2 separate regions of the Sus scrofa genome follow, and region 1 is linked to region 2. Evidence: chromatin contacts called from public HiChIP or PLAC-seq data. All regions are on one chromosome and are shown on one strand. The core of a region is the stretch at or near the end of the contact, and the rest is flanking DNA. Distances in the headings are between cores, read along the strand shown.

Evidence for each region. HiChIP or PLAC-seq counts read pairs in DNA pulled down with a chosen protein or histone mark.
Region 1: a contact with region 2 is called in an H3K27ac HiChIP or PLAC-seq map of alveolar macrophages. The contact joins two enhancer-like sites. A contact is called at or near these places in 1 of 47 Hi-C or Micro-C datasets (liver) and 1 of 2 datasets of contacts at active chromatin or transcription factors (alveolar macrophages).

The regions. Positions count from the first base shown.
Region 1 is chr10:33,322,766-33,325,586 of Sscrofa11.1, forward strand. The region is part of intron 1 of B4GALT1 (beta-1,4-galactosyltransferase 1); the gene reads left to right. Among named protein-coding and RNA genes, the nearest start is that of B4GALT1, 6.9 kb to the left of the region's middle. Within about 2 kb of position 1,481, at least 57 of the 83 cell types and tissues checked have an H3K27ac peak or open chromatin away from gene starts, as enhancers often do. A contact at or near this core is called in alveolar macrophages, where this site is marked.
Region 2 is chr10:33,186,891-33,189,590 of Sscrofa11.1, forward strand. All of the region lies in intron 2 of NFX1 (transcriptional repressor NF-X1), which reads right to left. Among named protein-coding and RNA genes, the nearest start is that of NFX1, 13 kb to the right of the region's middle. Within about 2 kb of position 1,436, at least 4 of the 83 cell types and tissues checked have an H3K27ac peak or open chromatin away from gene starts, as enhancers often do. A contact at or near this core is called in alveolar macrophages, where this site is marked.

The DNA.
Region 1 (2,821 bases), core at 231-2,730, 140 kb after region 2:
GTGCTGGAACTAGAGAGAGGAAGAGGACAAAATGCCTCCTCTTTTGGAATTCGCTGTTTAGGCAGAGGCAGCATAATCACACCACCTGACGTCATTTAGGGAAGCCAGAGTGTGTGTGTGTGTGTTTAGTCTCCCCCTCTCCCTATCTATCCCCTTTCCTTCCTTTCTTCCATTTTTCTTCCTCTTTTTCAGAAACCCAGGGTTGTCATCAAAATTCTCCAGGCCATGAAGTTCCTGTCGTGGCTCAGCAGAAACAAATCTGACTAGGAATCATGAGGTTGCGGGTTCGATCCCTGGCCTCGCTCAGTGGGTTAAGGATCCAGCATTGCTGTTAGCTGTGGTGTAGGTCGCAGACATGACTTGGATCTGGCCTTGCATTGGCTGTGGTGTAGGCCAGCAGCTGTAGCTGTGATTAGCCTGGGAACCTCCATATGCTGCGGATGTGGCCCTAAAACGACAAAAGACAAACAAACAAACAAACAAAATCTCCAGGCCTGGTTTTATCTGATTGAGTAAAAACATTCCTCTAATTTCTGAAGCCTTGCATTAGCTCTGCTGGATAATCTTTAACTTGCTGCTTTATAATGACTATAATGAGACATCAGCAGCCATCGAATTGGATATTACTGTCTTTGGGTAGCAGCCAGGTAAGGATTTCCAGGCTGAGCCTAGACTAATTTATGGTTAGGGAAAGAGGGGACACTGAATGCCCAGGCAGTCCCAGCCCCTCCCACGAATTCCACCTTGGGGACCTTCCAGACTTTGGGGGCAGGGCCAGGAAGCTTACCCTCCTCAGGCTCAGCCGGACTCTGAGTTTGTGTGTAAAAGGGGCCCAGGCATCCTCTGGTCAAGTCGACCTGGGGATTTCTTCATTGACCTCTTCCCCAGTGCCTCCTCTGCCTATTCCCTGCTCAGTGTTCCCTGTCTGCTCCTGACAAGAAGCAGAGACTGAAATCCTGTTTGTATCCATGTCCACCTGGAAATTCCAGTTATCCTTATCTGCTTAAACAGCAAACCAATTGTCTGAGGACAAATGGTCCTCCCTTTGGGCCTCCACCATAGCCATTTTACACTTGCCTCTGGCACTGCCCGTGTGGTCTAAACGATGAGATCACTTAAAGGCCTGCCTGCCAGACCCTGACTCCTGGGGGAGTTAACAAGGCATGAGATTGGATTTGGTGACCTCCACAGGGTCCCTCCTGTCCCTTAACCTGACCAGGGATCCTGAGAGCCAGGCTGTGCTTGGGATTGCAAAAGTGTCCGTTGTGGGGGCCTCTGTGTTTACCTGAGCCCAGCAGGTCGCTAGCTTGGGGAGGAGATCTTGGATCCTGTTCTAAAGGTCAGAAACCTCTCGGTTGGAAGGTCGTGGTGGGTTGGGGGCAGGGGACAGGGTCTGGTGGAAAGCTGGTTCTGGGTGAACGTGGCCTAAAGGGATTTGTCCTTGGGAGACAGAAGGGCTGAGTCACAGGCTCAGTGTTTCAGGTTCCACTTTTCAGCCTGGCTCAGCCCGCCCCTTCCCTGCACAGATGAGGGCCAGGGGCTATCTAATTGGCTGTTGCTGAATTCTTTGGCAGTGATTTTAATGTCTGGTCTGGGTGTGTAATATAGCTGCTCCTCTTTCCCCCTGCCGCCTCTCCCAGCCCCTCACAAAGCCCAGAGTGAGAGGAGAAGGATTTGTCTTGCTGAGATGCCAGGGGCCAGGGCTGTGGGTCTTTGCTCTTGCCTGTTTTTTTTTTTTTTTGAGAAGCAGGTAATCTCTTCCCCCTTTTTGTAAAAAGTCATTCAGGTTCATTGAAAACAACTTGAGAAGTTAAAAGAGGTTGAAAAGCACATCTCTATTCCTGTTATTTAGAGGAAACCATTGGCCACTTTCCTGCTAATCTTTTTTTCCTGTACATGTTTAAGAATTTAGCTGATATCTTTAGGAGTTCCCATCATGGCTCAGAAGAGGCGAGTCTGACTAGCATCCATGAGGACGCAGGTTTGATCCCTGGCTTCACTCAGTGGATTAAAGATCCGGCATTGCCATGAACTGTGGTATAGGTCACAGACATGGCTTGGATCTGGCATTGCTATGGTTACAGTGTGGGCTGGTGGCTGTAGCTCTGATTTGACCCCTAGCCTGGGAACTTCCATATGCTGTGGGTGGGGCCCTAAAAAAGACCAAAAAAAAAAAATTAGCTAATATCTTTATAGATGGACAGGTAGATTGGTACAGATAGATGGAAATAGCCTAGTGTCCTGGATTTATCCTTAAGACTCTGTGACAAGCTTGGTCCTACACCTTTAAAAACCACAAAGGCTATGACTTTCTCTTATTATTCAACTGTTGTTGAACATATATACAGATAGTTTTTGTTTTTACTTAGTGGTCCAGTGAGGCTCATGCATAAAGCTTTATGCACTTTTTGGATTGTTTTCATAGTAGAATTTTTTTTTTTTTTTTTGGCCATACCCACAGCATGTGGAATTTCCCCAGCTAGAGATGGAAACCACGCCACAGCAGCGACTTGAGCCTCTGCGGTGACAACGCCGGATCCTTAACCCACTGTGTCACAAGAGAACTCCCATGGTAGATTTTTTTTTAAAGGAAGAAAAGGGGGTGAGTGCTTTTTGAGAAGGGCTCTCTTTTTAAACCAGTCTTACTAAAGCATGAACCCATTTAAAATTTTAGGTTTGCTAAGTGGTGACAGATGAATATCATTTACTGCTGAATGAAGGATAAATCTAGAATTCTGATTAAAAAGTGGGTACAGGAAGTGCCTGGTGCAGGGGCAGAGAGCCAGGCTACAGGATAGGCACTCTTGAGGTTAGGCTGAGC
Region 2 (2,700 bases), core at 186-2,685:
GCCTGGGCACTTCCACATGCCTCAGGTGTGGCCCTAAAAAGACAAAAATAAATAAAATAAAATAAGGTTTTCAGAGTTCCCATTGAGGCTCAGCAGGTTAAGAACCTGACATAGTATCTGTGAGGATGTGGTTTCAAGCCCTGGCCTCACCTAGCTCAGTGGGTTAAGAATCCAGGATTGCCGAAAGCTGTGGCATAGGTCACAGACGCAGTTCACATCGGTGTTACTGTAGCTGTGGTGCAGACTGCAGCTGCTGCTTTGATTCAACCCCTAGCCCCTGAATTTCAATATGCCACAGGTGCAGCCTTGAAAAGGAAAAAAAAAAGGGTTTTCAAAGATTGAGTAGGAAACCATTACATTATCATAAACAAAAAGGATAAAAATTTAAAAATAATTTATATCATTTCAACTATGTAAAACTGAGCATTGACAAATTCTTGGAGTTCCCGTTGTGGCTCAGTGGTTAACGAATCTGACTAGGAACCATGAGATTTTGGGTTTGATCCCTGGCTTTGCTCAGTGGGTTAAGGATCCAGCGTTGCCGTGAGCTGTGGTATAGGTTGCAGATGCGGCTCAGATCCCACATTGCTGTGGTAGGCTAGCGGGTACAGCTCCGATTAGACCCCTAGCCTGGGAATCCCCTTATGCCACAGAGGCAGCCCTAGAAAATGCAAAAAGACAAAAAAAAAAAAAAAAAAAAAAAAGAAAAATTCTCTAACAATAAAAAGTTAAAGCTGATTATATCTGGATGGTGGGAATAAAAGTTATTTACCTTAGCAAGTTTAGTAAGCTACGTTCTTGAAGGTAAAGCAGGTGTGTGTGTGTGTGTGTGTGTGTGTGTGTTGGCTGTGTCCATGGCATGTGAAAGTCCCCTGGCCAGGGATCAAAATGGAGCCACAGCAGCGATAATGCCAAATCCTTAAACGCTAGCCCACCAGGGAACACTATGGCAGCTGTTTTTTAAAAGCTTATACAACATAAGCATAGTCAACATATTCAAGATAGTCTTGCTGAATCTGAAGCATATGTCAGACGTCACATTCATTTATGTGAGTCTAAGGCTTGTGGCAGTGCTTATCGACTGGAAGTAAAGGATTACAAGTCAGCACAGCATAGAGGCAATAGCTGAAAGTATAGAACTGATGTAATCTCCCAATGAGATCTACCAAGTTAAGAGAGAGGGCTGAGATAAAGCCCCAGGAAACACCAACATTTAGGGTCGAGGTGGAGGAAGAGAAACATGAAGTCACAAGCAGCAACAAGTCAAGCAGAACAAGGAGGACCAGAAGTTTGAGGTACTAAAGGAGTCAAGGAAGTTATATTTCAGAAAAGATCCCTTTGTGTCAAACTCAAAGGGAAGTTCAGGATAATAAAGACTGTGTCATTCATGACCTTACCAGTAACTCTCTGAGTCAAGATGGTGATGCTGGCAGAAGACTGAGAAGTGAATCAAAACAGGGAAAAGGCACAGAGCAGATGACTCTTGATTAGACTGAATGGAAGGAAAGAAACATTCTTGGCAGGTCACATAACAGGGAATTTTTTCTTTTAAGAGAGCAGGACAGACTCGAGAAGAGCTTCAGGCTGAGAGCTTGGAGTGGTAGGTGTGAAAATGAAAAGGTTGGTAGAAGGCAATAAAGGCGCTCTCAGAATAAAAGAAAAGAAAGAACAGGCCCAGATGGCTCTGAGTTGTTTAGAGAGCAAAAGGTTGAGAAAATTATACCCTTTCTCAGTGAAACAGGAGGCAAGGAGGTCCGCTGAGGCTGAGAAATGAATGTTAGGAAGGTCTGAATAAGTGTGGAGAAGGTTTGGAGTAGTCTTTGGTGAAAATGGGAAGGATAGCTACCCAAGATCACATAAGGGGAAACTAGAGGTGATGAAAGCCACCTGAAGTTGGAGACCACTATTCAAAAATACTTACTGGGCATTTACTATGTGCCAGGCACTCTTTAGACACTAAGGATATACAATGAACAAACACAAAAATCTTCTGCCCTTAAGAAGTTTATTATCTTGTGGAGAAAGATAGCCAATAAGCAAATAAATAATAAGTAGCATCATCAAATAGTAATAAGTGCAACAGAGAAGGAAAAGAGAATGCTGGCAGTTGGGGAAGGATTATAGATTTAAACAGGGTGATCAGGAAGGCTTCTCATAGAAGGTGAGTGAATTTGCAGCAGCACCAAATCTGTACTGTTATACAATTTCCTGGAATGGCATTCTGTCACCCAGATGGGACAGATCAGCTCAACTGCAGCATCAGTCCAGGGCTGGGATTCTGCCAAATGTCTTGGTGAAAGGATACTACTTCGAACAACCTACGATAAGGCGTAGACTGAAGAGGGAATGAAGAAGGGTAGGAGACAGACAGAACTGGTGGTGGTGTGGAGGTGGAATGAATGTGAAGGTCATTGCAGTTGACAAGATCAAAGAACCTGAGGATGGCATAACCCCTACGGATCGCTGAAGTCACCCACAACAACAGCAGAATTTACAGTAAATCAGTAGTTCTCAAACCTAAATGTGCATAAGAATCACCCAGAGGCTTGTTAAGAGACTTCTGGGCATGACTCCCAAAATTTCTGTTTGGTAAGTCTGAGGTGAGGCCCAGACTTGTTAGTGAATGTATTTCTAACAAGTTCCCTGGTATTGCTGACGGCTATTGGTCTGGGACTATACCTTGAGAACAACCGTGGTAGA